7 separate regions of the Mus musculus genome follow, and all the other regions are linked to region 3. Evidence: chromatin contacts called from public promoter capture Hi-C data. All regions are on one chromosome and are shown on one strand. The core of a region is the stretch at or near the end of the contact, and the rest is flanking DNA. Distances in the headings are between cores, read along the strand shown.

Region 1 (4,243 bases), core at 480-2,979, 2.3 Mb after region 3:
CTCTTTCCTGATTTAAATTTGTACCATGCTTACTACATTGATAGCGCCTAATTTTAAAATTTCAAAGTAACTCGTGGTATTTTTTTTAATTATTTGTTTCAAGGAAAGTATTAATCCACTTAAGATTCTGTCATATACCCATTCTGTAAAAATACCCATTCCAGTCTGTCACGATTATCTGCAGATTAGTTTTATTTTGGTGAACATTCAGACACCAGCAGACACAACTTACTCTCAGAACCTCCTACAGCACCTCTGGGTTTTGATAAATCTCTCTTTTTTTAACCCCCACAGAGCTTGGGTGAGAACAACCAAAAATGCTTTGCTTGGCATTTACAAGAGTTAAAACAAAAACAAACAAAAACCAAGGGTTAAGATACATCGATTTTTCAGTGCCTTGGCCTGGGTACGTAGCTGAAGTCTCCAGCGTTTGTCTAGCAGGCTCAAAGCTTATGACGAAGGCACCTCCTAAATCATGAGTGAGCGCCTGAAGTCTCCTGCACTCGAAACAGTTCACTCCTACAGTCTTCCTTCTGAGTGCTCCCCCTTAGCATAGGATGTCAGACACTGACAACTCCAAAAACAGGACTGTATAAGTAGCGAATTAGCTTCTTCCCTCATAAAGAGCTACTAGAGAAGTGAGAGAATCAAGTGATCCCTGGTCTTCATGCAGTTTTCTCACAGGCTAACGACCACTGGTAATTAAAGAATAACAAAGACGCAGGGCTGCTCAGACGTAATGGGCTCGGAAAAAAAGCCTACACTGATCTGACTACCTCCCTGGTGGGCCGGGGCGATGGGTGGCAGTGTGCAGGTAGAGTCTCAGAGTGAGCAGCTGATGGGCTCGGCCTAGGTGGATCCAATCCCTAAGACGTAAGGTGGGCGGTGCCTACATTGGGGAAGCCGGTTGCCTTGCGGGTGAGTCTGGAACAGAGAAATTTCGGCGTGCAGGACCACAGGGGAACTAGGCAGTCTACACTTGGACCGCCGTGGGCAGAGTCTGCTCTGGGGAGAGTTCCTTTGCTCGCGTGGGCGGGGACGAAAGGAGAGGCGTGGACTCTATAGGCGGGGCTGAGGCGAGCCCCGCCTCTGAGGCGTGCGGTGGGCGGAGCGTACCCCGGAGCCAGCAGCATTGCCTTCGTGGGCGGGGCCTAATGGCCCAAGGAAACCGCCGCTCGCGCGGTCCCGGGTCTCCTCCGCACTGCACGAGCGTCACCGCTACCAGGCTTATGGGGTAGAGTTTTTCGTGCCTGGAAGGCTACAGAATAGTCGCCATACATCTCACATGTGCATTCCCGCTCCTCACTGTCCTTTGCTCTCCTCCCCGTCCCGGCTCAGCGGCCGTGACTTTATCACCTCCGTTGTCCGCACACGCCTCCCTCTCCCCAGTAGCTCCCTCCCTGATGGCTCCACCAAAACCTTCACAGCCCGGCACACGAGCCGGTCCGCACCGAGGGGGTGGGGACAGGCCGCGCAGTGGGCGGGGCGACGCTGCGGAGCGTTAGGGCACGTGGGGCCGTGTCGGCCAATGGCGTGGCGTCGTTGAGGGCGGCGAGGCGGGGAGAGGGCAGCGTGGGGCCGGCGCGGGGCGGGGCCTGGGGCGGGGGCGGGGCCTGCCGGGAGAGGGGCGGAGAGACGCCGCCGCCGCTGCCGCCGCCGCCGCCGCCGCCGCGGCTGCCGCAGCCTCTGGGAGCCTGGAAAAGGGGAAGCGAGAGCGGACGAGCGACTCAGTCCCCGGGCGGCGGCTGCAGCGGCGGCGGCGGCGGCCGGGGCGGCGCGACGGCCGGGCCGGGGGCGCTTCTGCTGCTGCAGCGGCAGTGGCGGCGGGCGGAGGCAGGGGCGGCGGCGGCGGCCCGCACCAGCCATGCCGAATAAAAACAAGAAGGAGAAAGTGAGTCGGGGCCGGGGGCTCCGGGACCGGGTCTGGGGTCCCCGCGTCGGCGGGTAGGGGCGGGGCGGCAGGTCGTCCAGGCTCGCGGGCGGGCCCAGGGCGCTGGCAGGATTGCATGGAGCTGGGGAGGCCGCTCAGGCTCTGAGGTGGCGCTGAGGTGCCGCGGTCGCTCTGGGTGGCGGCTGATGCTCCGTGCAGTGCTCTGCGTGGCGGGGGCTGGGGTGCTGGAGCGTTCCGGACTCGCCCCAGAAACCCTCACTTGTGAGGTTTAAGGGTGGGAGGGGAGAAAGGGATGGGCCGAGAGCTGGGGTTACGTGTCCCTACCTGGAGTTTTCACCTCCCTCCCCCGCCCCCCAACACAGACATGAAGAGAAACGGAATTTGAAGGCTGCTGGTATTGTGAATATACTCAATATGATGTAGTTTGCTGCTGACATATTAAAGCCATCAGAAGCTCTCAGTGATATGTATCAATTTAGAAACTGCATTTGAGCTGATGCTTAGCGGTCCAAATATTGAGAACACTAATGGTTTTTTGTTGTTGTTTGTTTTTGTTTTTTTGTTTTTGTTTTGTGATGATTCCCAGGAACCACCAAAACCGGTGAAAAGTGGAAAAGGTCCAAAAGAAGGACAAGATACAGCAGAAACAGAGGTAACCTCTGGACAAGCTCATTGTTATTCTTGATCAGCCTTTAATCTAGGGTCTAACACGGAGGCTCTACAAACCAAAGTGTTTCTGAAGTCTTTTCTTATGAGTTACTTATCCCCCCCCCCACTCTTTTATTAAAGTGTGCACAGCGAAACTGACATTTTAAAAACAGTTTTGTGGCTTCTAACAGAGCTCAAGCCCTCCCAGTGAACTGGTCTTAAATGGAGTCTCTAGCTTTAGGGTCTGCCCCCTCGTTCCTTTTCTGTGTCTCTGGCTCTCTCAGTGACTTCCACGGTCCTTGCTTTCCTTGCTGCAGCCTCGAACTGGTGTCCTGGGCAAGCTTCTCTTCTGCTGATGTCTGGTCCTTTTCAACTAAGTGTGGATGTGTTTTGGTGGCTCTAATTTGGGTACTTTTTTTTTTTTTTTTAAACAGTCTTCTATTTCCTTTCCCACAAGCTCCTCCATCCTCTTTGGTGAATCCTGACTTTTCTTGCTTCCTGGCTTTGGCTTATTTCAAGAATATCTGGAATGATCCCTTGGGTCATTTGGTGGAATCTGTGATCCTTAATAGAGTTGTGCCCTTGGGGGATTTTCAGGGCAGGCCCCTTGACCCCCCTTTTTTGGCTTTGTTTTGTATCTCATTGTCTTGGAACTAGAGTGCCCAAGCGAAGAGGCTCAGGCTTTAATTTCAGGGCACCTGGAAGCTGCTCCTTAAGTCTCCCCTCTCCAGAGCCGGATCGTTGAGATTTTACCACAGACATTTCTAATTTGTGGCTGTTCGGCCTCTTCTTCCCGAAAGCTTCATTAGAATGAGTTAAATTCTGCCCTGAAGATAATCTGCAGGGGTTATTTTAGCTCCAGGTTGTCTTCCCCCCCCCCTCAATTTGGTGTGTTCTGTGCCTCCCTCCTCTGCAGCAGGTGGTTCATCCCAGCAAATCTGTTGCCCTCCCTAGAGCTGAAAGCAGAAATCCAAAAGGTTCCTGAAATACCAGTAGATAGGATCGGCTGTGCCAGTCTTTGCCTGCCCTTTCTGAACAGTGGATCGTGACGCCTTTCCTGGGGCCCACTCGTGTCTGACTGCCTTCCACAGCCAGCCCTTCAACAATTTTTACACGACGTGTAGTTGCTTTGCAGGGCATACACCGTGTGCTTCCTTGTCTTGTCATTAGGACTGCTAAAACTTCTTACGGTTCCCCAAAGCTTTCTCGCTCAAACATACCTGTGTCCTGTTGCTGTTGGGGGGGGGGGGGAAATCACAGAGAAATATCAGTATGTATGTTCATTTCTCCCTAGTTTATCAAAAGAACCTTGCTGTAAGGGTAGGATGGATATTAGGTTTAAACCCCACCCCATCCCAGTTGAAAGATGCCCATACCACTGCTGTGTAGCTGTCTGTAAAGTATGTGGGGATTTTACTGTCAGTCATGTAGGGCTCTGGAGTGTGGCCTGCAGTGTCCCATGTGATGCCCCAGTTGTCTTTTTGTATCTTTTCTAGTGCTACTGTCTAAGAGCTGGAGTCACAGAGCTCGAAATGGCCCCTGAAAAGCACTGAGATGTTGGGCCCTTCACCCCTATCTCAGAAGGATGCACGAGGCACCATGGCATGCTAAGCCCTTGGCAGATCACTGTTGAAACTATTTCCCAGGAATACAGATCCTGGAAGTGCAGTAGCTCCTGTGACCTCTGAGTTACTCTTTCTGATG
Region 2 (3,945 bases), core at 1,296-3,795, 2.3 Mb before region 3:
CGATTGTTGAGTCATGTCTTGGTAAGCCTTTATCTTTTCAGTGAATTCCATCCCAGCTCTATAAGTTTGCTACTGCACTGGTTTGAAGAAGAGGCCTTGGCCTTCCAGGAAAGAGACATCCTGTGATGACTAGTGACCGCAGCACTGTGTCTCCTGCGTCACCTAGGTCACGAGTAACCCAGGGCATGTCTTTTAGGTTTTGTTCCTGGGCTTTAAGTGGATTGGCATGTGGGCAGAATGTGTTTAAAGGATCATTGTGTTTTGTTTGTTTCTTTTTGAGGGGGGAGTTCGGGTATAAACCTGATTTGGACTTATCAGAGGGCAGGCACAAAGGCAATTTGCAGACAGCAGAGCTGCTTTTCCCACCCAGTTTCCAACGCTGCCTTCCTGCTGTGAGACTTGGATAGGACCGGAGTAAGGAAAACATCTGGGGGCAGGCAAAGCCCTCTTTAATTATGGTGGGCCGGGAGCATGGAAGTCTCCAACACGAGGCGTTCTCTCCTTCATGCCAAGACAAATGCTGTGTGCCACTTGTGAGGAGACGTTGGGCCTGCCTGCCTCTGCTGAGGGCTGGCACTGGGAACAGTCCTCCAAAATTACCACTGGTAGCTGCATTTGTAGACTGTCAATTAGGTGTCAAGATGTAGGTCTGATGACGGGAAGATGGTGACGTTAGGGGTGTGCGCACTTAGAGATGAGAACAGACTTCACAAAGAGCAGTGGCTCTTTTTCTTGGAAGGCTGGGGTACTGACTTTACATCTAGCCTTACAATGTTTCAATGTGTTTCTGATATGTGAATGCCCTTAAAATGTTACATTATGGGTGATGGGGTGGGTGGGTGAGAAATCGGGAGGGCAGGTCTGGAATGGCTGTGGAGAGACCTCAGTAGTACTACTATATTAATTCTAGAAATTTGAGGCCTTGGCCAATCTGGAGTAAGCCAGTATAAACCAGTTCACTTGGAGAGGATTTGCATCTTAGAAATGTTCTGGGGAGGTGAGTCAGTGAATAAATAAACACTCACCAGCACCTAAACATGAATTTTGGGGTAGTTTCAATATGTCCCCTATAAAGTTGGCAAACTTGTTACTAGGTGAGTTGCTTTTAAACAAATTTGGTGCTCTTGAGTCTGTTACTGCTGATTTTTGTCCTGAATATGGAGGTAATATGCACCTATCATTTTAATACTTGAAAAGCGAAGAACTTCCCAGGTGTGATGGTGCACACCTGTGGTCCCAGCAGAGGCCAGTAGGTGTCAATTTTGAGGCCAGCCTGGGTTAAATAGTAAAAGTGTTTGAAAAATCCCAGACAAACAGGACAAGGATCGTAGGTCAGTGAGCTGGTTCTCCAGGTAAGGCCTTCGAGCTTGGCAGCCTGAAGTCAGGGCCCACATGGAGCAAGGAGAGAAGGCGCTGGTACACAAAACACACGTGCCCACAAATAGCACACACGTTTGTAAACCAGAGAAGTAAAATAGAAACCACCCATGGTCCTGTGTACGTTGTATGTTTTTCCTGATGTCATCAGCTGTTGACTAGTAGCAACTGGAGGATGGATATCTTGGGTGTGCCTCCTTAGTTTAGGATAACCATATGGAGACTGGCATTAGACCTTGGAGAAAGCCCTTAGCGGGGCTGTCTGGACCCCAGGGGATGCAGAGAACTCAGGGTGACGGTGAGATTCTGGAGTTCAACAGCAGTGACTGGCAGGGCTGAAGCTTGCAATTCCAGTGAGCGCAGTCATACCTCCTGTGAGGAGTCCTTCATCCCTCAGTGGTTCCTTTCCATGTACTGGCATCTCTGCAGCAAGGAAAGAACTTGCTGATGCTGGGCACGGGAACTACTCCAAATGACACCACAGTAGTTAGGACAACTCTGGTCAGAAGTGGTGGGTAGAGACCGAGTTGGAGCTGTTCCAAAGAACAGGCTTCTCATGTGGGTGAGCTGTTTCACTGGTGGAGAAGTCTTGGCTCTGCGAGGTGAGCCAATCCAGCCGCTGCCTTTGTCTCTTTACAATGAAGTTCCTAGAGAAGGATGGTCAACACGAACTGCACATGGATGGAGAACCGTGCCTCTGGAGGAGTTTGCAAGTCCTGAGGTGGGGCAGCATTTGCGGGGGGGAAGGCAGGAGCGTGGGACTGTAGAGGAACAGGGACAGTAGAGTTTCTGGAGGCTCGGCTTGAGTCCCATGTAAAAGTGTGGTGGTTTGGTAAGAGCTGTTCAGAGCGGCTTGGCTCCAGGCTCATGCCAAGTGTGGGAAGCCTTGGGAAGCTGCGGGGAGCTGGCTCATTTTGGTAATAGGGTTTTGAGCCTCACACAGCAGGGCCATCTAGGGCAGGGAGGTGATGGGAATACAGTGATGGGTTCCTGCTAGAGGCTGTGAAAACAGCTACTAGGAGCTGGGGTGTGGTCACTACAGCCCAACCAGGACCAGGCTCACTCAGTGTTCTTAGAAGCCACGAGAAAACGAAGGGCACACACAGCAGTGCCCAAGGATGGATAGATGATCCCAGCCTAAGGTCCTGTCAGCAGGGTGAGCTGGAGCACAAGCCCAATTGCAGACTGGACACTGGGCCACTCTTCCTGGGCCATCTGGCCACACCCTATTCTAGAGAGATGCTATTGACACCTCTGTCCTGACCAACAAAGGTACATGAGGGAACAGTATGTTGTACCTGTGGGGATCGAGTAACCCGCTCAGTAGGACCCACACCTATAGAGTTCTCCCTCAGGACTTTTTTTTTAAACAAAAAACAACAAACGTTGTGCTGTGCGAGAGGTAGCTCTTGCACATGTGGAGGTCAGAGAGCATCACTTGAGAGTTAATTCTCTCTACCATGTGGGGATTGAACTCGGGCCACTGGGTCTGATGGCAAATGCCTTCACACTGAGCCATCTCTCTAGCCCATAGGGAAGTCTTTTAGTCCTTGGCACTTATCATTGGTGAATGCTGAGACTTCCATGCCTACCCGACGCCAGCTTGGTGTCTAACATCTCTGTCTCTCCTCGCTCAGACTGCTTCCTGCTGGTTTTTTTTCTGACCTGCTTTTGAGGGGTTTCCATTTTTGCAGGCCCACATTCACCTTAGTGGTTCCCAAATCTTCATGCTCGGGGTGTGTGTGTGTGTGTGTGTGTGTGTGTGTGTGTGTGTGTGTGTATACGCCACATGCAGGAGCTTGACCAGAGGACAGTGCCCATCCCCTTTCCGAGTGTGGCAGCTCACCGCCTGAACAGAAGACATAGAGACATCCACCCAGCCGGAGTGGGGGAAGCTCGGGGTTCCTGGTGGTGCTTGTCTGTCTGGTTCTAATTACAGCTTCTACTGAAGGCTCAAGGGGAGGGTATGTGGTGAACAATACGTAGCTCTGTCGGGAGGCAGTGGGCTGGGGGCGGGACAGGAGCAGGGCTGTCAGGAAGAGGAGAAATGAGGACAGGTCCTTGAGAACCATTGCTAGGGAAGGACTGTAGATATTCATATCTCCATACCCAGTGTCCTCAGCTCATCAGGGCAAGAATGTGTGTGCCTTCTCCCCTGCCCCCATACAACTACGCCACTCAGCAGTTGTGGGGCCCTGGCCTGAGCCCCGATTAAGATTGGTCATCCGGGCCTTGTGGGGCTTTTGCCTAGCAGCTTGGCCTGACAGCTGCCAGTCATGCTTCTTAGGCTACCTACTTGTGCTCACTGCACTCAGCCTCTGCACCAGAAGGACCAACAGGTAGGCAGGGAAGAGAGCGCCTGATGTTAGCGGGACTTGGCTTCTGCTGCGCCATCTAGATCTAAGCTCAGGTGCCAGGCTTGAGCAGAGTGTAGGCTGAGCACCCCAGGCCACGGGTGGCCTGCTCAGCTCCTTGGCTGCTCCCTTCTGAGTGTACAGACTCCTCTCCTCTTCCAACTCCTCTGCCCAGCACTGGTCTTCAGGCTTCACCTAAGACCATTGTCTCTTC
Region 3 (3,852 bases), core at 362-2,861:
GGGAACTAGAGTTGCATATCCAGATATTAGTAATATCTCAAAAGAGAAAGGAACGCACGGTAAAAAGAAGGTAGGGGCAATAAAGACCAAGGTTGTTTAGAGTCCCAGTAAGATGTTCTTTTTTTCTGTAGCTTTTCAGAACTTGGTTTTGCAAACTGTTTTCTTAAGCCCTAGAAAAACTCCTTCCCAAATGGCTGGAATTCCACCAAAATATCAATCATGGCGCCCCAGAGACCCATCTATAAAGTGAGCCTCTACAGGTAGGAGCCTACATACACACTGTAGGTTCCAGTGAGTCTAGACAAACTTTTTAACTTGGGGAGGAAATGTCCTTTTATACTGCTGTATTTTAAGGGTGCGTTCACTTAAAACTCCCCAAGACTATCACTGTTTAAAACTCATTTTAAAAACACCCTCAGCATCGCCTTTGAAAGGGAAATGGGAACAGTATCACATATGAAAAACCCACACTTTCAGTGTCCAAGTCTGGTTTTAGTTTTTGTGTGTTTTTTGAAAGGGTCTCCCTATGTAGCTCTGGCAGGCCTGAAACTCCGGATTCCCTGCCTCAGCCTTCCTGGATGCAGTTCTGTTACATCTATCAGTAAAACCTCAATCTTCTAAGGGTCTGCAAAGGCAAGATGGCTGTCAACATCCTGTTCAAATGTGTTTACTTCGGTAACAACACCGTTTTCGTTTAGAAATGGATTACAGCATGTCCCGAGTCATCTTTACGCGTGCACCCCTCCAGAAACGCACCAACGTCCTCTCCCGACACGACGCGGAGGGGGTGAGGCCCCTCGGCAGCCAGTGGCGCACGTCACTAATCAGCTCCTTCTCCAAGAGTGGCAGGCGGGGAGAAGAGGCAGAGTCGCATGCCCAGGCTGCAGCCGCAAGAAGGAAGAGTTGAAAATCGGAATGGCAAACTCCGAGAGCACGGACCGCTTCTCTCTCGCAGCGCGCTCGTCGCGTGTGGACCTCGGCCAGGGGCGCGTGGGAAGAAACCTGACCTATTTTCTACGCCCGCCTTTGCGAGCGGGCAGTGGAGGACAAGGCGCGGGGGCCGGGCTCCCCGTGGGCAACAGAGAGCTGCAGAGGGGCCTCGGCCCCAAGCCGCGTGCGCCTGCCACCGGAGGAAGGAAACCAAGGCTGCAGCCCGCCGCACGCAGTCCCAGCGCCCCGCGCGCACTCCGGGCCCCGGCCGTACCCGAGGGCGGCGCCCAGGCCGCGCCCAGGCCGCGCCCTGAACCTGCCGCCTGCCCCCGTCCCGGTGGAAGAGGGAAGCTGCAGACGCTCGCCAGTCCCCTCAGGGACCGGGCCTGCCGGGCCTCGGAGCCCACAGCCTCCCAGGCCCTGAGAACTCGGTCGCGGCCGAGCACCGGACCTCGGAGTCCGCACGCTCGGCCTCACCTCCTTAAGGAGCGGTGGAACCCCGTCCCCTCAGCCCGCGGGCCGCACGCGGGTGCTTGCCGTCCGCACTCACCTGCCCGCTTCGTCTTCGCGCAGCGGCGGCGCCACACTCCGGCCGGGACCCCACCGTCCGCCTCAACCAACCCCCAGGCGGCGGCGGCGGCGGTGGCGGCGGCGGCCGGACGGGAGGGGCTGGACGGCAGCCAGAGACAGCCCCGCCGCCTAGGCCCAACCCGGCTCCGCCCGCCCCTGGGCCCCGCCCACGGGCCGCCGCCGCCGTTCATTGGCCCGCACCTAACACGCCTCGGCGCGGCTCCGCCCCGCCGCCCATCCGCCCGCCAGCCAGGGTGCTGATCAGCCATTGGACATCAGCAACCGGGGCGGAGCCGTATCCGAAGACTCGATTGGTTAGATCTCGCGCTGTGATTGAACGACGGGAGCCCTGGCTCCGCCTCCGGGCCGAAGTTCCGTTAACAGGTTCGGTTGCTCCCGAACTCCCTTTCGCCAAGGGGGTGGGGCGATGGGAGGGTGTGTGCGAGTGTTTCCCCTCCCCCTACGGGCCGCAGTCCACAAGGCCGCAGGGTAGGCGGAGCGGCGACTGTTGACTTGTTACTTTTTTTCTTTTTTTTAGCTTTACTTTCTTCTAATTGGTTGACAGGCACCTGACTTTCGCCGCCCCCTCCGGCCGCTTCTTAACGTCCCGAGACGCAGGGAAATGACGTAGTTCCCCGACATTCCACCTCCAAGATGGCTGCTGTCAGGAAGGAGAGACGTCGCTGAGGGTTTTGCCTGAGGCGAGGGGTGAGTATCTAGCTGGCCGCGGGCAGCGCCGCCCACCGTCTGCGCTCCTGGTGGTCCGAGGAGGGTATTTTCCAGCTGCCTGGGTTCTACGGAAGAGTCCGGCTTCCCGGATTCCACCGCCCTCCTTGGAATCCCTGATGCACGTTGAAATTAGCAGGCGACGCGGGGTTGGCGGCGAGGGAGCTTCGGGACAGGGTCGGGTCCTCTGGGGTGCGCCGCTAATGCCTGGAACTGGAAGCTGACCTCGCAGAGGAAAGTGGTTGCGGTTTGGGGGATTCCTAGCCGAGGAATAAAAGGGTGGCGGGGCTTACACGCACAGACCCTGCCTCAGACCGACCCGGTCACCCACGGCTTGTGGATCCCTCTGTTAAGTAGGATTGAGGCTTTGGAAAGTGTTCCGTGACTCTTGAACCACGGAACTCAGGTAGGACCAGGAATGAAAAGGGACTTCCTCGATAAGACTCGTTCTTACCCAGACGTCATCCTCTCCTGAGTGCTTGTTTGCCTCGGTGTTAGGGGAACTGATCTTTATTAAGTTGAGAAATAACATGTATATGTTAATCTGAAAACGTTTAAGCAGTTTAACCTGCCTAATGTATTCTTGGTGGTGTTCTTAACTTTGGACTACCAATAAAACACAGCTTTCCATAAGTCACTCAGTGTTTAAAATCAGTTATCACAGACTGGCTGTCTTCCTACGTAACCCTGGCTGGTGTGTAGCTCTCTCTGTAAACTAGGCTGGCCTCCAGCGCAAAGATATCTTCCTGCCTCTGCCTCCAGAATGCTGGACTTAAAATTAAAAAGTCATGTGCCATGAGTCTTAGCTAAAGACTGGCCTTTTAGGTTTTAAAGACAAACCTCACACAGGTGGTATCTTGATATATGTTGTTTAAAGAATAATTGGCCAGCATTTTGCAGTTGTGGGTGTCTTTAACTTTTTTTTTATGAGTGATTCCATGAAAGTGTAGTGATTTCAAGCCTCAATACCTAGAACATTATATGGCACTTAGTAAACTATTGCTGAATGAATGATAATAGTTGAGAAATAGTAATGTTGATAAACATTTTGATTAAAATTGTTAGTGTCAGTTGGGTGGTAGTGGTGGCTCACATCTTTAATTAGAACACTTGGGGTCAGGGGCATGCAGATCTGTCTGAATTGAAGGCCATCCTGGTATACAGATCAAGTTCCAGAACAGCCGAGGCTACATAGAGAAGCAGTGTCCCAGAAACCAAGAGAGAGAGAGAGAAGCTGTTAGTGTTGTCAAAATCTGTTTGCTAAATAATCGATGGCAAGTCAAAAATTGCCCACGATAAATAAAATTGGTTTTAGGTGTTTCCTTTTTTTGTAGGAATTTCTTAAACAATAGCTAGTTAGGTTAAGTCTAATTCGTATTCTTAAGAGCAGATACATTACATAGCATTTATGTTGCAGAGTAATTTCAATGTCACGTAACTGTTGAGAGCTTTTGAGAAGTACTACAAATACAGTTAACGATGGAGGACTGTGATAGAGGCCAATCCCTGTCTAGAATCTTCTTAAAGTATAGATCAGCTATCTCTTTGATGTAAGAACTGATTAATGATCCAACTTCTGATAGAAAAAAGCTAAGTGATACAGATTGCATTCTTGTTGATAAAGGG
Region 4 (3,844 bases), core at 88-2,587, 2.4 Mb after region 3:
TCTTTTGTCCTTGTTCCTATCTCTGCAGGATAGGCAGAGGGAAACACTAACACAGCACCTAGTGTCAGGTGGACATTCAGTATTGATCACTGCCAGTACGCCAGCAATTCCACAGTAGCAATTCACCACAGTAGCTTTGGGTCTGTCCTCTCACCTCTGCAAGATTATTTATGACACATTACACCAGGGTGGGCTGATGGAGGGAGAATGGGGATATTTATCTGTTTTCTCTCTCTCTGTCTCTCTGTCTCTCTCTCTGTCTGGCTTCTAGAAGAATCTTCGGGCCTCCATCAGCAGCCTCTGGGACCTGGCACAGGACAATTGTGCAAGGAATAAGCATATTGTAGGGCTTCCCGTATTCCAAAGATGATTTGGGAGAATCAAGTCATACCACCATCATCCCACCAATCAGGACTCAGCTTTCTAACTCGGCATTATTATATTTTTAAAGATCATTTTGGCTTAGTTCCCTCTACCCAATTGAACAGGCAAGTTATGACCTGAACTTTCAAAGGCCAGTTACTAACCCTAAGAAAGTAAGCAAAGAGATTCTGCCCTTCTTGTCCTCCGTGTATGGGAGGAGGGGTGATGGGTCAGATGCAGGGAAACTTAGGAGCAATCTGAGCCCCTGCCTCCTGCCGATCCAGATTCCCGAACCCACAGAGCGGTGGGTGCTGCAGGTATGGGGAGCTTACCGTTGTCAGTGGATTCACTCATGCGTCCTTCTCTTACATCACCCTCGCTTGGTAAATGACACTGTGTTCAGAAGCCAGGTCCCATCGTAGCTTGATGTTCCTACTATCCAGGTTTCTTTTAGCCTACCGTTAGACTGCACTGCAGTTGCTGCTCCACCCATACCTAACCTTCCCTTCCTCAGACGCCAGTTCCTCAGCTAAAATCATCTCCCTTCCACTCTCTCCCTATCCAGTTTAGCGAAGTCATTGTGGGCATGCCCCTCATCTCCTCTGAAAAAACGTCCTCATCTTCCCAATGTGTATCTAATAACGACTGGGCAGTTGGGACTCCAGACTCCATTCATTCAACGGGAGAACTCAGGTTATTAATAGCAATGTCGGGCAGAGGATGAACTCTCACTAAATGTCAATTCTCGTCAATGCATCCTTAAAACACTATTTATGAAGCCTGAGGGGCTGGCTCTGTGATATTCTCTGCCACCTGGCAATGAAGACAGACGCGGTTCCTGGACCACTTTTGCGCAGAGTAATGGGTCCCGCCCTGCCCTCCGACTACAAGTCCCAAAAGGCCACGCGGCGCCGCACATAGCCCCGCCTCCAGTCGCATGCGTAACGTCGCGACGCCGACCGCGAGCGGGCGCCGGTGGCTGCAGCCAGCGGGCGGGGCGGGGCCGGCGGGAGCGGCGGCCTTTAGGGCGGAGCCGGCTCCGCTGTCCGCAGTCGGCCGCGGGTTAGCGGGCAGAGCGTCTCCTGTCGCCGGTTCCCCTCGCTCACTGCTCTCTCGTGCCGGAGGCCGCTCCTCTCGGCTCTCGCTCTCTCTCTTTCTATCTCTCTCCCTTCCGTGGATCCGCCATGTCGGAGCCGGGCGGCGGCGAGGACGGCTCGGCCGGCCTGGAGGTGTCGGCGGTGCAGAATGTGGCGGACGTGGCGGTGCTGCAGAAGCACCTGCGTAAGCTGGTGCCGCTGCTGCTGGAGGACGGCGGCGACGCGCCGGCTGCGCTGGAGGCGGCGCTGGAGGAGAAGAGCGCCCTGGAGCAGATGCGCAAGTTCCTGTCAGACCCGCAGGTCCACACGGTCCTGGTGGAGCGCTCCACCCTCAAAGGTGCGCGGCGCCCCCTCCCCGGTCGCGTGGAGCAGCTAGGGTGCCCGGACCGCCAGCGCCCGCACAGTGGGGTCGCTTTGTCTCCGCGGCTTCTCAAGATGGCCGAGTTGGGTGGAGACAGCGTCTCCCGGTCCCGGCTGGGCACAGGGCCGCATCCCTGCCTCCAGAGTCACATGAGCTTTTTTGGTTTCGATTCGTATCCAAGCTTAGCTCGCTTTGGGAAGAGTGTGTCTAGGACAGCCTAGGTGCTGGCCCTTGGGTGGGCTCGGGGACCGGTGGGTTGGCGGGAGCCGGAGTGGGCAGGCCCTGGTCACCCAGCATCTCTGCTGTCTGCGGCTGCCTACGCGTAGGCCTCCATTGGCCTCGCAGCATCATTGTTGAGTGGGTGTATCTCCCAGTTTTACAAACCAGGAAACTGAGTCCCGTGGCTGGTCCAAGGTCACCAGCTAAAATACAGGACCTTGAGATTAGACTCAGCATATCAGTTTCCAGTCCAAATTGCTTGTTTTGCTGATCATGGCTTGAAATTGTTGCTTAGATGACCCTAATGACAGCTCTGTGACATTTAAGTCTGATTTCAAAGACTTAAGAACTGTTGCTTACCTAGTTGGGGAAGGAGGCAAAGAAGCTGACATGTTCCCGTTGTGTCCTCCAGCAGAGACTCTCACAACATCCCTAGATTGATCTGGAATAGGGGGCTTGCTTGCAGGACTCCTTCCTTCTTGAGGCTTTAAAACCACTTTGTAGCATCTGGGGAACTTGTATGACATGCTGGCGAATGGGTGTGGCATTTCCCTAGGAACCCAGATGTGCTGTTTAAAAGTAAAATAGCCCTTAGGGATTGAAGATGGACTGAGAATATTTGCTAGCAAGTTCCCTAGAGTTCCAAAGGCTGTGTGGTTCCGTTAGAAAACCAGAGTGGCTGTCCTTTCGATAGTTTGTATCGCTTTAAGGCTATTCTTAATTACAAAATGTTCACACAGCCTTGGTTTGGGCCTGCAGTTAGAAGATAGCAGAATATTTTTCTTCAATCTACACACAATGTCTAAAGCATTAGGATGCTATTAGTGCCTGGCTAGTGTTAGTGTGACTGAAGATGGTTTCCTTTACATTGGAGTTTGTATTTATTCCTGCGTGGAAATCTATTTTTGTCCAAAAGACCATGTAACTGTAGAAAATTTGAAACATATCTGAAATGAAAGTCATCTGGAACCCTGCCCCAGCAGGGCCCTGTGAGCCCTTTGATCCCTACTTGCTCTTTTGCGGGGTATGTGAAAATACATTTTATTAAAATACATTTTTAACCTATGTTTTTAACGATTTTGAGTAGTTTGGCCCTAGCTAATTCTTTTATATTCTTTGTTGCACAGTTTGTGTATTGAAATTAGTGATTTCAATATAAAAACACAAAAACCATGAGTCATGATTTCTCTTTACGAAAAAAAATCCCCAAGTTTTTCTCTTTGCTCTGTCATTAGTAATTTGTTCTCCTCATATCTGTCCGTCTTGTATCAAGGGTGGAATGGAACAAGTGTCTATTCAGCAAGGGATGATCCAGCATCCCAGCAAGGTTCCATAATGACTTGCACTTTTGAAAGTTGACTAAGGAATTTGACTGTCTGAGACTGAAATAACTCTTCTGTGTTTATAAAAATCCTGTTTGCATTCCTAGTGATTTAGCATATCATTAATTTCTTGTTCACTTACAGAAGCAAAGGGAAAGATTTTTTTTTATTGATTATTTTATTTATTTACATTTCTTCCCAGTCTCCCCACAGCAACCCCCCCCCCCATCTCATCCTTTTAAATCCAAGTTGATGCCTTAAGGTCTCCTCTGAGTTAGCTTGTGTGTCTTCTGTGCTGGAGATTGAGTCCCGGATGTTGCACATGCACGCCCTTTTGTTGTTGTTGGTTGTTTGCTTGTTTGAGAAGTCTCTCAGTGTAGCTAATGATGGCCTGAAGTGTTGTAGACCAGGCTGACCTCAACTCACAGTTTATCTAATAATCTCTTTCTCCTGGGGGTTTCTAAGCACACAGTCTAACGCTG
Region 5 (4,028 bases), core at 281-2,780, 2.6 Mb after region 3:
TAAAGTCAGGTGATGGTGGCACATGCCTTTGATCCAGAACTCAAAAAAACACCAAAAGAAAAAAAAAAAAACCACCAAAAAAAAAAAAAAAAAAGGATTTTAAAGCTGGGTGTGTGGTTCATGCCATTAAGCCCAGCACTTGGTAGTTAAAGACAGATGGATTTCTGAGTTGGAGCCTAATCTCTGGTTGAGTTCCAGGACAGCCAGGGCTATTTAGTGAAATACAGTATCAAAAACAAAAACAACAAAAAAAGGATTTACTGTAGTGCTTTTTTTTTTTTCTTTTGCCAGTTCTACAGGATGTTAGTCAAATGCCTTATTACATCACTGGCACAGTTTCTACTGTGTCTGTACTTGCTTCCCACTACATAAAATGGCTATGATTTATACTTCTTTAGAACACTCCCCCTTGTGTACAATTAATTTTTGTGAGGTTGGAGTCTCGGTCTGTGGGCTCGGGTAGCAGCCTCCCAGCTCCGGGCTCAGGCATTCCTTCTGTCTGGAAGCACAGGTGCCCACAGTGTACTGGGCTCGCTCTACAGACAGGATTTCTCAGGGATAGGTCATTCTTCGTGTAACATTTTCTCCGCTCTAGAATTCTATTTTAACGTTTATCACTTTAGAAGCCTTTGTATTCCAGTGCACACACCCAGAAATCGAAGCATCAAATGGTGACTGTTAGGTCCTACTTTAATGTGTGCGCTTGCCTTCACCTAATACTTTGTACAGGATATTCAGCACAACTCGATGGTTCTCCTGGCAAACAACTTCAGGTTCCGTTTGAGGCTTTAAGAAAATCAATTAGCTTAACCTTTATTAAGAGGCACAGGAGACAGAAGTTCCGACAGAACCTACTTTCTCAAGAACAAGCCAATGCTCACCAGGAAGGTTTCAGGTGAGACTTGAAAACACAAGTCCTGTACATTCATGCGGTTCTTCCCACCCCGCCTACAAAACCCAACCCAACCCAACCAAACCAAACCAAACCAAACCCTGAGCTGTAATAAAGCCCAATCCATCGATATCTTCTGTGAGACGTAGAGGGGCTTGTCACCAGGCATCGGTACCCCGCACCCAAGCGGACCGTCGGAGTCCTCCCTAGCTTCCCAGGGAGGATCGCGGACAGCTGGGACATACACGTCCAAACACCGGACTTCACTGCTCGCCTCAGGCTCTGCCGGGACCACCAGCTGGCCAAGGCCAACGCGGTGGCGTCTCTTAGGGATCGGGTCCCTCAGCGAAGCTGCAGAGCGAGACAGGAGCCCCGCACCAACGCTCAGCGCGCTCGCTTCGACCCGCACCAGGAGGGCGGCACCCAGGGGAGGAGCTTGCGCACGCCCCTCCGGGTGGAGCGCGCCAGGTGAGCGCGCGTGCGCAGTTGGACCATTAAAAACTAGCCCGCCCCCTTCGCTTCGGCCCGCCTTCGTGGGGGCTGGCTCGCCAGTGGGCGGGGCCGCGGAGAAGGGGGTGGGGAGTGGAGAAAGCGAGCGGCCGAGGACGGCGCCTGCGCGGTGGGCGTGATCCGGGCACTTAGGGCAGGATGAACGCTGCTTTCCAAGATGGCGACGGAGGGAGGAGGGAAGGAGATGAACGAGATTAAGACCCAATTCACCACCCGGGAAGGTCTGTACAAGCTGCTGCAGCACTCGGAGTACAGCCGGCCCAACCGGGTGCCCTTCAACTCGCAGGGATCCAACCCTGTCCGCGTCTCCTTCGTAAACCTCAACGACCAGTCTGGCAACGGCGACCGCCTCTGCTTCAATGTGGGCCGGGAGCTCTACTTCTATATCTACAAGGGGGTCCGCAAGGTACCGACCCGGGCGTCACCGGGGGCGCGCCGGCGGCGCGGGCCGAGGCCGGGAGCTGGGCGGTGACAGCGAGGCCGGGGTGACCGGTGGGGGCGGCCGGCACTTGTACTTTTGAGTGGGCCGGTAACTCCGCTGAGGTGCTCCGGAGGAGAGGGGGCTTCGGGAGTGAGGCGCCGGCGGCAGCGCTGCCTCCTAGGGGAGGAGGGGGCTCTGGAGCCGGGTCGCGGAGATGCCCCGGGAGTAGCCGGTCGCCTCCTCCCCCGGCGGGGTCTGTCAGGTTCCGATCCCGCCCGGGAGCGGGCCTGCGAGTCCCCGGAAGAGGTGCGGCGGCCGTTTTAGGTGGCCTCGCTTCCCGGGAGGCTCGAGAGTCCTGCCCTGGGTGAGAGAACCGGGACGCGAGGCGGCTTGGAAAGGTCCGTAAGGCGGAACCGGGACAGGGAGGCGGAGGACTTGGAGACTAGGTCAGAAAGGACCTGCTCGGCACGCAGGGCTACTCCACCTGCTGCCGCACTGACACTTCTCCTGGTGTCAGCACTGTTTCCAAAAACCTTTCCGGGAGGTCGCCTGTCATTGTCTCCGCGGAGGGAACCGTCTCCCGAAAGGTTTTTGAAGAGGGTCATTCTGTCCCTTGCAGTGTAAGAGGGCTGAGTACTCAAGACTAGGGAGGTTGGAATTATGTTTTCAAATAGGCTAAGTTGCTTCAGAGGTGTTGTGTGTGAGCGTGCCTAGATTTATCTTGTCTAACGAGTCAGGCTATGTCCCAAACAGGGAGGGATAGGCCTTAAATGCTACTTTAAAGTAACCAGCCAAGAACTTAACAGTAATTCTGTGACGCATGCAATCGAGTTTTAAAATGTCTCGTTAAAAGCAGCAATTTATTGGCGCTTTTATTTTATTTTATTTTTTTATTTTTTGGTCACTGGCAAGAATTGCTTATTTTAACTTTTGACCATTGAGAGAGTAAGGAAATGTATGCACTCCATAGCACCTCCAACGGAATGTGACAAGGTGATGGAAGATTCACTTATAAATGTTCAGTTAGTGGGAAAGTACGTTGTCCATATTGAAGAGGACGTGTTCCCAGGGATGGCTATATCCAAAGTCAGCTGCTGTTTATGTTGCACTGTACGGTTAGGAGGACAAGGGAAGGAATGATGGTGTGCAAACGTAAGCTTGTTTCTTTGGTCCAAGGTGAATCTTCTGACTTGTCTTTATTCTTGTCAGTGAACTCCCGAAGCGTTTGGAAATAGCTGGTTGACTCTCCTCTCTCGGGGTTGGGAAAGTATCCAGTGGTTTGAAGAGTAGGAACTGAAGTTTTAGTGCAGTTCCCAACCCTGTTACTGACTCACTGCTGGCTGACCTTGGATACCTGGGAAACTTTCCTTTGCACTTCTTTAAAAAGGGAGGCTGCAGTGCACATGTTATAATTCGTAATAGCTGTGATGGCCATTAGAGTCCTGACACACTCAGGAGATGTAAATTAGAGTTAAAGCAAGCATTGAGAGGAACTGCCGTCTCAACATTCCTGCTCTGACTGAAATACCAGATTTTTCTCTGGAAATAAATGTAAGCTTATATTATCAACACCTACATTTGGGGGCTGGAGCAAAGGCTCAGCGGTGAAGAACCTGTACTGTTCTTGCAGAGGACTCCAGTTCAGTTCCTAAAACCCATGTTAGGCTGCTCACAGCTACCTGTAACCCCAGCTCCAGGGAATTGGATGTCCTTTTCTGGGTTCTGGAGACCCACTTACAGCTTACACAAATAAGTTTAAAAAATAAAAGAAATCTTAGAAAAATTGTAATTAGACCCTACCATGGTTGTGCATACTTGCAATCCTAGCACTCAAATTGTGATTTTTGTGGCCAGCCAGGACTATAGTTGGTAAGTTCAGGGCCAACCTGTGCTACAATTATCACTTTTGAGGCAAGCATGGGCTATATGGTGGGGTCCTCTCATAAGGAAAAAAAAAAAATCAAACCAGGTGTGTATGATAGCATGTACCTTGACAGGTGGATCTCTGTGAGTTCAAGACCAGCCTGCCCTCTATAGAGTTTCAGGCCAGCTAGGACAAAAAACACTCGCAATTCGAAAAACCAAACAGAAATAATGATGATGTAAAAATACAGTATGCTTAAAAGTTAAATTCGGGGGCTGGTGAGATGGCTCAGCGTGTAAGAGCACCCAATCTTCTGAAGGTCCTTACTTAGTTCAAATCCC
Region 6 (3,621 bases), core at 630-3,129, 2.7 Mb after region 3:
AATGACTTACAAGGCAAAGGAGGAGGACAGGAAAACTGGCTAAACCTGGGTGTTACCAAAACTTTGGCCACAATCCACTTTCTGGAGGCCTAGGGTGGTGATGGTGCACGCCTTTAATTCCAGCACTTGAGAGGCAGAAACAGGCTAATCTCTGAATTCTAGGCCAGCCTGGTCCACAGAGCTAGTTCTAGGGTAGCTTTGGCTACAAAGGGAAACCCTGTCTTGAAAAACCAAAATGAGCCGGGCGGTGGTGGCGCATGCATTTAATCCCAGCACTTGGGATGCAGGGGCAGGCAGATTTCTGAGTTTGAGGCTAGCCTTGTCTCTCTCTCTCTCTCTCTCTCTCTCTCTCTCTATATATATATATATATATATATATATATATATATAAAACTTAAATTTTTTTAAATTAATATTTTGCATATATAATTTGCATTTTATGATGTGTCTATTTTTTAACTTTTCTTAAATTTTTTTTTGTTTTTGTTTTTCTCCTCTTTAAGTGTGTCTATAGGATCTGTGGTGAGAGAGAGAATACTAGAGAGAAGGGTGTGGAGGGAGAGAGAAGATACCATAGCTGGGGTGAGAGGAACACCTGTAGTAGTGTCTGTGGTGTTTAGCACTGCATATGCCTGAACTTCGAGCTCTTTGGGAATCTCTTATCTCTGCTCCCATCTCACCATAGGCATGCTGGGATTGCAGGTGCATGCTACTGCATCAGATTTTGTTTTTGTTTTTTTTTGTTTTTTTTTTGAGACAGTTTCTGTCTAGTAGGCTTGGCTATCCTGAAATTTGTTATACTGATCAGGCTGGCCTCAAACTCATGGAAATTCAACTGCCTCTGCCTCTAAGTGAGGGGAATGAATGCGCCCGTCACTCCCCTCAAGACCACATTAATCTTCCTTAAAGGGAGTGACACAGTGACACAAGACTGAAGGGTGAATGAGATGACTTATTTTTTAAATGTTATGTCATTTATGGTACATAGAAATTACTGCACTGCAATTAAAATGTAGTGTCAATTTGATATTGTAACTACAGAGAACACAATCTAATCACGGTAAGAGACTACACTTCTGGCTACACTATCACAGGCAATCATAACCGTATATCTATGAAAATCAAACAGCGGTCCCAACAAAACCGACTTGTCTAGTCGCATTTGGACTCCAGGTTACCCACAAACCCGGCACTAAGTCCAGTTTTCCAGTCCTTCTATTTTCTAGAAAGACTGCCTCATCTCCCAACTTCTAAGCAACCGTTTTACATTCCGCTAAAAGGATGCTTTCAGAACCACAACTGTTTAACTCAGAAAGTAAGATAGGCGGCCCAGCGTCCCTCTCGAACGCGGTTTAAGCCGCCGTCCCGCAGGGGCGGGGAGCCACCGTGTGAGCGCTCAGAGCCGACGGCCAATGTCTTGAGATTTCAGATGCGATCCGACAAACGAACGAACGAACGAACGAACGAATGAGCGAGTGAATGAACGAAATGACACAACTCCTCAAACTCCAGCAGAACCCGCTGCCTAGCCCCGGGTACCTGCGGCGCCGCCCCGCAGGCCCCGGGGACCCTCAGCCCTTCTCCGGCCCCACTCACTCTTCATCCTGAACGCGGATGACGCCGTCAGCCCCTGGACGGCCCCGGACCGAAAAGAAAAGAGGAGACTGTGGTACCGGCCTTCTCCCTTCCAGAGGTGGCTTCCGGCTCGAGGACCTTCGCGGTGGTCCCTGGCTGGGGAGCGTTAGGATCCGGCCGCCATATTGTATTCCTGTCGCCTTAGCAACCGCCAGACCCTTAGGAGGGAGGGGCGTTCCGGAGACATGCGTATACGCATGCGCAAAGGAGAGGGTTTAAAAACCGCTGGCCCGTTCACGCATGCGCGGTGCAGCCTGCCGCCTCGGTTCGGTCGCTACGCAACCTCTCGCCGCTTTAAATTTAAGTATAATTTCTTACCTAGTGAGTAGGCGACCTTGGTGGGACTGACTCTTCCCAGCTCTCCCGAGAATGTAACGATGTTGAACCAGACGAGAACAATTTCCTTGAGCTTTAACTGCCTGTAACACTAGTTGGAGCCTGTTCTTGACAACACCTACAGTTGAGCATCAAAGCAGCCTGATAGCTACTGCTGTGTAATTTGTAAGTTTTACTGCTTAATTCAACAAACATTTACTTTGCTAAAAGTAGTGTTGCACGCATTGGAGATATAATGAAAAGCGACCTAGACGAGATCCCTAAATTCTTGTTACTGTAAAGTGAGGTTGAAAAATTCTCACCCCATGCATTTAAATTCAAAAAGAAAAAAAGGGGAAAAAAAAGTCATGTGGGTTGTCTAAAAATAAACTGCATTTAAATTCAATAAAGAAAGAAAGAAAAAGAAAAATCCTTACCCAAGTGGTCGCAGTGAAGACTAAATGAGATGTCCCTGGTGCCCCACCCAATTCCTAGGGGCTTTTGCCTAAGGCTTGACAGGGTCTGTCACACTGCAAGTGCTTAATAAATGTTTGTCCAAAAGCCAGGGGAATCAGCACCTGTCACCTCTGTATCATTCTTATCTGTCTAGGGGCAAGCCTGATTTTAAGCATTGAGGATTCAGGACAAACTTTACCCTTTGACCCAGTTAAACAGGCAGATGGGAGAAGTGTTTTTGCTGACTTGGGCAATAGAAACCATATATCCTGTTGTTGGAGTCCCAAGATGATAAAGAGCTTTGTCAGGGGCACCTCCTGGTGGATCACTGAACCCAGACACCAGCCCATGGCTTCTGACTCCCTGTGTTTCTGTGCCCAGAAGAAGTTGGGCGCAAAGGGTTTCAACGTGTACATATTTTATGGAGGGTGTGTTTCAAACTGGCCCCTGGAACAACTGATGTGTTTTAGCAAATTAGAAGTAACATCTGGGGCTGGCGAGATGACTCAGTGGTTAAGAGCACCAACTGATCTTCCAAAGGTCCTGAGTTCAAACCCCAGCAACCACATGGTGGCTCACAACCATCCATAACGAAATCTGATGCCCTCTTCTGGAGTATCTGAGGACAGCTACAGTGTACTTACTGTAATATAATAAGTAAATAAATACATAATAAATAAACAAATAAATAAATAGAAAAATAGAAGTAACATCTGAAAAGCCCTTCTGTTTGTCTATTTTTCTTTCTTTTTTTTTTTTTGTCTAACAGTTTTCATATGCACACATTGGGAGTGAAACATTTAAATTATTTTCATTTCCCTATTTGTTTTCTGTTTCTCCATCTCACCCCAAGCCCAGAATTCACAAGCAGGACTTCGGTTTCTCTATGGAAAATGTTCTGCCTTCCTGTGACTGTGTGTTCCAGAGCTCTATGTCAAAATTTAAAAATGTGAAGAGGAAGATAAAAGCTAGAACTCAGTGACTGAGCTCGATCACCAGCCGCTGCAGAGGGGAGAGGAAGGACAAGCTTAGAGTCATGGAGCCTTAGTGAAGAAGGCCAGGAGAATCAACTCAGGCGTCTGGAAAAAGCAAGAGACACAGAGAAAAGGGGGTTGTCACACATTCCTGCTATTAGTCCCAGCACTGTGGCTTGGGGCTATGGGTGGAGGCAGGCCGATCTCTGCGAGTTCAAGGCCAGCCTGGGTTACATAGTTC
Region 7 (4,161 bases), core at 1,591-4,090, 2.7 Mb after region 3:
TGACCTGGAGCAGCTCGGGGTCTCGTCTCATGGTCCACCCTCACTACCAAATGGGTAAACACTTGGTCACCTGTGATAGAGAGTGGAAGGGGTCCCTGGGGATGAGAGCGTCTGAGTGCAGATGGCACAGAGAAGGGGGGTGGGGTCAGAAGAGGGCCCCGAGCAAAACGCCATAAAGAAACCTACTTTGTAAGCTAATTAAAATAAATACATGATGTAAATATGTTCTACCCTCCTATAGGAAGGAGGAGGCAGTGATGAGGACATTGGACACTAGAGGATAATAACAGAATTCTTTTCACTTTTCATTTCAATCTTAATTGTTAAACATCCCCTCACTTGAAAGAAAGAAAGCCAGGCAGCCAGCCTTTAAGGAAAGAAAATTCTTTGGGTTTTTAGTGGAGGATTCCATATGTTAAATTCCATATGGTAAAAGTGTCAACGCAGCAACACATGAAAGGCTTGCACACACAGGTACAATGTCCACCTTTAAGACATGAAATATAACTTTTAATTGTATCTTCACATCTAAATGATCAGATTATTTATTTAGTTAGTTAGTTCTTCGAAATAGGGTTTCTCTATGTAGCCCTGGCTGTTCTGGAACTCACTCTGTAGACCAGGCTGGCCTCGAACTCAGAAATCCACCTGCCTCTGCCCCCCTATTTTTTTTGTTGTTAGGGTTTTATTGCTGTAAAGAGATGCCAAGGACCATAGCAACCCTTATAAAGGACAACATTTAATTGGGGCTGGCTTACAGTTCACAGGTATAATCGATTATCCTAATGGTGGGAAGCATGGCAGGCAGACCTGGTGCTGGAGAAGTTAGCTGAGAGTTCTACAATTAGTTCAGCAGGCAGCAGAAAGAGACATTGGGTCTGGCTTGACTATCTGAAACCTTAAAGCCCACCCACTGTGACATGTCCTCCAACAAACTCACACCCATTAGTGCTACTCCCTAAGAGCTTCCGGGGCAGATTTCATTTTTAAAGATCTGTTTTTATGTGTGTGAATGTGTGGGAGTGGCTGCTGAGGCCAGAAGGGTGACTGGTGGCCTGGAGCTGGAGTTACAGGTGTTTGAGAGCTGCCCAGTGTCATGTGGAGATCTAAATTCCAATGCTCTAGAACCGAGCCAAAAAATCTTCAGCTTCCAGTTTTATTTTTCTGTAATTTAACAAAACCTTCTTTAGGAGACTATACTATTTTGAGACTCTCTTCTTCTGACTTCCAAATTTAAACGCAACCAGAATTTATAGCTAAAATTCTACTTGTATATAATTGCTAACTTATCTGTAAGTTGCAATAAATATATTTGCAATAGTTAAATGCAAAAAGGGAAGTCATTGTCCTGGTTACTTTTGTGGTTAACTTGGTCAACCTGGGAAGAGAGAACCACAGTGTAACAACTGTTCGTGAGGATGTCTGCATGGTGAATGATGTACAAGGGCCTAACTCTCTGTGGTGCCGCAGCCCTTGGGCAATTGGTCCTGGGCTGTGTAAGAAACGATCTGAGGGGCTGGAGATGGCTCTGCGGACCTAGCACCCAAAAGAGGCTTACAATCAGCTGAGATTCCTATTCCAGAAGATACCATGTCCTCTTCTGGCCCCTGTGGATACAGCTGACACATGGTACGTTTACATAAATGTAGGTATTATACACGGAGAAGAAAATCCTAGGAAAAAGCAAGCCAGTAAGCAGCTATTCTTCATGGCTCCTGCCTCTGGTTCTGCTTGGGTTCCTACCGAGTTCCTTCATAGATGGATTGGGACCTGGAAGGGTAAGACAAATAAACCCTTTCCTTCCCAAGATGCTTTTTGGTGACGGTATTTTACCATGGCAACAGGAAGCAAGTTGAACAGTTATTTCCATCAAGAAGTCTTCCTGGACTCTCCCCCCCCAACCCCCGCCGCCGCCGCCCCCACTTCCACCCCTGGTTGCATTACGAGTCACTGCAGTAGACATATTATCTCCTATTCGTTGGCTGTCATCACATCCCCTAGTGAGTCAATTTCTTCTATTTCTTAATTCTATTTTCTCCGCAGGACTGAGTTCAACCACAGTAGGAGTTATGTCTTGTTCCCTCCCATAACTTGCACACACAGCTGATTGAGAATCAAACGGGCTCCATGGAGGAACTGCTCTCACCTCCTGCATTACATTCGTCCTTCTTCGGTAGGGGTCCCTAAGGGTGAGGATCACGGCTGACTAAGTTTGCCGGACCCACTTAGGAACCAAAAGCACAGCTCTGACTTCTAGACACTCAGAGACAAATGGGGAGATGTCAGTAATGTGAGTCGCAGGGCAGCTGGTAGAGAGAGAGGCACAGCAGTTTAGCTGCTTACCTCTTGTAAGCTACCAAAGCAAAACGGGACTCAGCAAGCCATACGCTAACGCACTGACCCATGCGACACGAACCGACAGAGACAGCCTTTATTACACACTGCAAGCTCCACGGCCCGTCTTACTGAATGCCGGAGTTTAGGGAAGGGTTCTCCGAGGGGCTGGCACGTCAGGCTTGGCTCCAATGTGCTCAGGGATGCTCTGAGCGTCACACCACTGACACTTCACGCACATCACCGCACTCAGACGACACTCACACCGTAATGAACAAGGCTCCCGGCAGCCCACGAGGTCCAGGCGCGCCCTGCATGTCACGTCGCGCGCGGACTCATGACCTCCCCCACCCACCCTCCCACCCCTCATGACCACGTCCACGACCTGCAGCCCCCACAACTAGGGAAACACAGCACTGTCACGCACCTTCCATGCGGCGGCCCACAGGTAGATTCCTGAGAAGACCCAAAAACCCGCCTGCGAACTGAGGAAGTGACGTCACTTCCGTCCTTGGGCCCGCCCACACTTGTGGCTCTGCCGCTCTAGCCCTCCGCGGAGTCACTGCTACTCTCTGAGGCCTAACCCGTTGCCTAGGCAACAGGCTCCCAGCAGCCCCTGCGGCCCGGAGTCCATCCCGCCTCCTCCGGGTTGGCGGGGCTGAGGTGTCCTGAGGGGCTGCCGCGGGAGGTGAGTTCGGGAGCGCGCGGGCGGGTGCCGGACGCCTCCGACGTCCCCGACGCCGCCCCTCGCCTTTCCTCCCCCTGGCAGAGCCGCCTTCCCCTGTCTCAGCCCCTCAGCGTCTCCACAGCCGCGTCGCCGTCCCCCTGGCAGCCGCCGCACGCGGCGCATCTGTCAGCCGGAGTCTGTGCAGAGCACCGGGCGTCGCAGCGTTCGCACACCGCCCCGGGCCGCCCTGGCGTCCCGGCTCCCCTCGCTCCTCCCCTCCTGCCCCACCCTGCATCCCTCTCGCGGCCGGCTCCAGGCTCCTCAGCCTGGAGATTGACATTGCGTTCTGTTCTGTCCCCCCGATCCTCAGCTGGATCCCTTACATTGCCGCTGGCTTGGCCGCCCAGTAGGAGTTGAGTAAGGGTTGGTTAAATGGATACCGAATGCCTCCCGGTGTGGCCCCCGAGGCGGAATGGACAGTGAATGGGGTGACCCTGGGTCAGACTCGGGGTCAGGTCATTGCGCTTCCCCTTCCTACCCGTTTACTGGAGCAAGTGTCAACTTCCTAGCTTCAGTTTCGTCATCCGTAAAATGATAAGTTTTTATCTTGGGATAGTGGAGGATTAAATGGGTCAGTGCATGCATGCACAGCCGACCGTCCAGGGTCTGACTGAATATGATCAAGGTTAGTCTCTGCTGTCACCCACACGGCTCTGTGGGCTTCGCTGCTTTTTCCTCTAGTCCCTTAAGTCTCTGGTTTCCCATTTCTTTCCATCTCCGTCTTTACTTTTCTTTCCTACCCTTTGTGCTTCCTTTCTTTCTCACCGATATTCAGGTATTTTTCTGTTCCATTTGTTGGCAGCATGTGAGGTGTATCGTTTTGTCGTTGACTGGAATGATCATTTGCAGCCAAGGTTTTGAAAACTTTTGGAGCAGGGAGTTGTGGGAAATCAGGTCCTAGGTATGAAGTTGCTCTAGTCTCTTATCGCCAGAGAGTCCTTGTCTTCGAAGCTGTTACACTTTTTGTACCTACTCGCACCCAGCTGTAATGCTGATATACCTGTGATCATTTTGTTTGTTTTTGCAACCTGACTTACAGCCCGTGTTTGTTCATTCATTGAGTGTTTACTAGACTTCCCTCATGCCAGTTGCTGGGCCAG

Evidence for each region. Promoter capture Hi-C pulls out the DNA fragments that hold promoters and counts their contacts.
Region 1: a contact with region 3 is called in a promoter capture Hi-C map of pre-B cells, with 6 times the contacts expected there. The contact joins the promoter of Ppp2r5c here to the promoter of Setd3 in region 3. A contact is called at or near these places in 5 of 39 promoter capture datasets (the C10 cell line, erythroid cells, liver and 2 more), 1 of 484 Hi-C or Micro-C datasets (CD4 T cells) and 1 of 9 other capture datasets (liver).
Region 2: a contact with region 3 is called in a promoter capture Hi-C map of embryonic stem cells, with 7 times the contacts expected there. The contact joins the enhancer-like site here to the promoter of Setd3 in region 3. A contact is called at or near these places in 16 of 39 promoter capture datasets (the 3T3-L1 cell line, 3T3-L1-derived adipocytes, the C10 cell line and 10 more), 1 of 15 datasets of contacts at CTCF or cohesin (large pre-B cells), 8 of 115 datasets of contacts at active chromatin or transcription factors (astrocytes, embryonic basal ganglia, embryonic forebrain and 5 more) and 1 of 9 other capture datasets (embryonic stem cells).
Region 4: a promoter capture Hi-C map of pre-B cells shows a contact between it and region 3, with 8 times the contacts expected there. The contact joins the promoter of Dync1h1 here to the promoter of Setd3 in region 3. A contact is called at or near these places in 4 of 39 promoter capture datasets (erythroid cells, liver, neutrophils and 1 more), 6 of 484 Hi-C or Micro-C datasets (CD4 T cells, CD8 T cells, erythroblasts and 3 more), 2 of 115 datasets of contacts at active chromatin or transcription factors (astrocytes and extraembryonic endoderm stem cells) and 2 of 9 other capture datasets (adipose tissue and liver).
Region 5: a contact with region 3 is called in a promoter capture Hi-C map of pre-B cells, with 5 times the contacts expected there. The contact joins the promoter of Wdr20 here to the promoter of Setd3 in region 3. A contact is called at or near these places in 1 of 39 promoter capture datasets (pre-B cells) and 1 of 484 Hi-C or Micro-C datasets (uterus).
Region 6: a promoter capture Hi-C map of pre-B cells shows a contact between it and region 3, with 8 times the contacts expected there. The contact joins the promoter of 4921507G05Rik here to the promoter of Setd3 in region 3. A contact is called at or near these places in 4 of 39 promoter capture datasets (cranial neural crest, liver, neutrophils and 1 more), 3 of 484 Hi-C or Micro-C datasets (B cells, CD4 T cells and the G1E-ER4 cell line), 1 of 115 datasets of contacts at active chromatin or transcription factors (astrocytes) and 1 of 9 other capture datasets (liver).
Region 7: a promoter capture Hi-C map of pre-B cells shows a contact between it and region 3, with 3 times the contacts expected there. The contact joins the promoter of Cinp here to the promoter of Setd3 in region 3. A contact is called at or near these places in 1 of 39 promoter capture datasets (pre-B cells) and 2 of 484 Hi-C or Micro-C datasets (B cells and CD8 T cells).

Annotation. Positions count from the first base shown.
Region 1 is chr12:110,445,495-110,449,737 of GRCm38.p6, forward strand. Ppp2r5c (protein phosphatase 2, regulatory subunit B', gamma) reads left to right here and starts at 1,730. Exons shown (of 16, transcript NM_001373949.1): 1 at 1,730-1,891; 2 at 2,478-2,543. The coding sequence starts at 1,865.
Region 2 is chr12:105,845,991-105,849,935 of GRCm38.p6, forward strand. No RefSeq gene overlaps it. Among named protein-coding and RNA genes, the nearest start is that of Gm19554, 51 kb to the right of the region's middle. Within about 2 kb of position 2,546, at least 23 of the 459 cell types and tissues checked have an H3K27ac peak or open chromatin away from gene starts, as enhancers often do. A contact at or near this core is called in second pharyngeal arch cranial neural crest, where this site is marked.
Region 3 is chr12:108,177,673-108,181,524 of GRCm38.p6, forward strand. It overlaps Setd3 (SET domain containing 3), which reads right to left and starts at 1,612. Exons shown (of 13, transcript NM_028262.3): 1 at 1,481-1,612. It overlaps Ccnk (cyclin K), which reads left to right and starts at 2,066. Exons shown (of 12, transcript NM_009832.2): 1 at 2,066-2,208.
Region 4 is chr12:110,600,058-110,603,901 of GRCm38.p6, forward strand. It overlaps Dync1h1 (dynein cytoplasmic 1 heavy chain 1), which reads left to right and starts at 1,338. Exons shown (of 77, transcript NM_030238.2): 1 at 1,338-1,797. The coding sequence starts at 1,548. It overlaps Gm35558 (a long non-coding RNA gene), which reads right to left. Exons shown (of 2, transcript XR_381950.4): 1 at 696-3,844; 2 at 1-307.
Region 5 is chr12:110,736,470-110,740,497 of GRCm38.p6, forward strand. Wdr20 (WD repeat domain 20) reads left to right here and starts at 1,531. Exons shown (of 3, transcript NM_027149.4): 1 at 1,531-1,808. The coding sequence starts at 1,560.
Region 6 is chr12:110,839,150-110,842,770 of GRCm38.p6, forward strand. It overlaps 4921507G05Rik (RIKEN cDNA 4921507G05 gene), which reads left to right and starts at 1,880. Exons shown (of 2, transcript NR_152102.1): 1 at 1,880-2,136; 2 at 3,260-3,621. It overlaps Mok (MOK protein kinase), which reads right to left and starts at 1,790. Exons shown (of 12, transcript NM_011973.2): 1 at 1,597-1,790. The coding sequence starts at 1,603.
Region 7 is chr12:110,886,305-110,890,465 of GRCm38.p6, forward strand. It overlaps Cinp (cyclin-dependent kinase 2 interacting protein), which reads right to left and starts at 2,841. Exons shown (of 5, transcript NM_026048.4): 1 at 2,762-2,841. The coding sequence starts at 2,768. It overlaps Tecpr2 (tectonin beta-propeller repeat containing 2), which reads left to right and starts at 2,960. Exons shown (of 20, transcript NM_001289510.1): 1 at 2,960-3,022.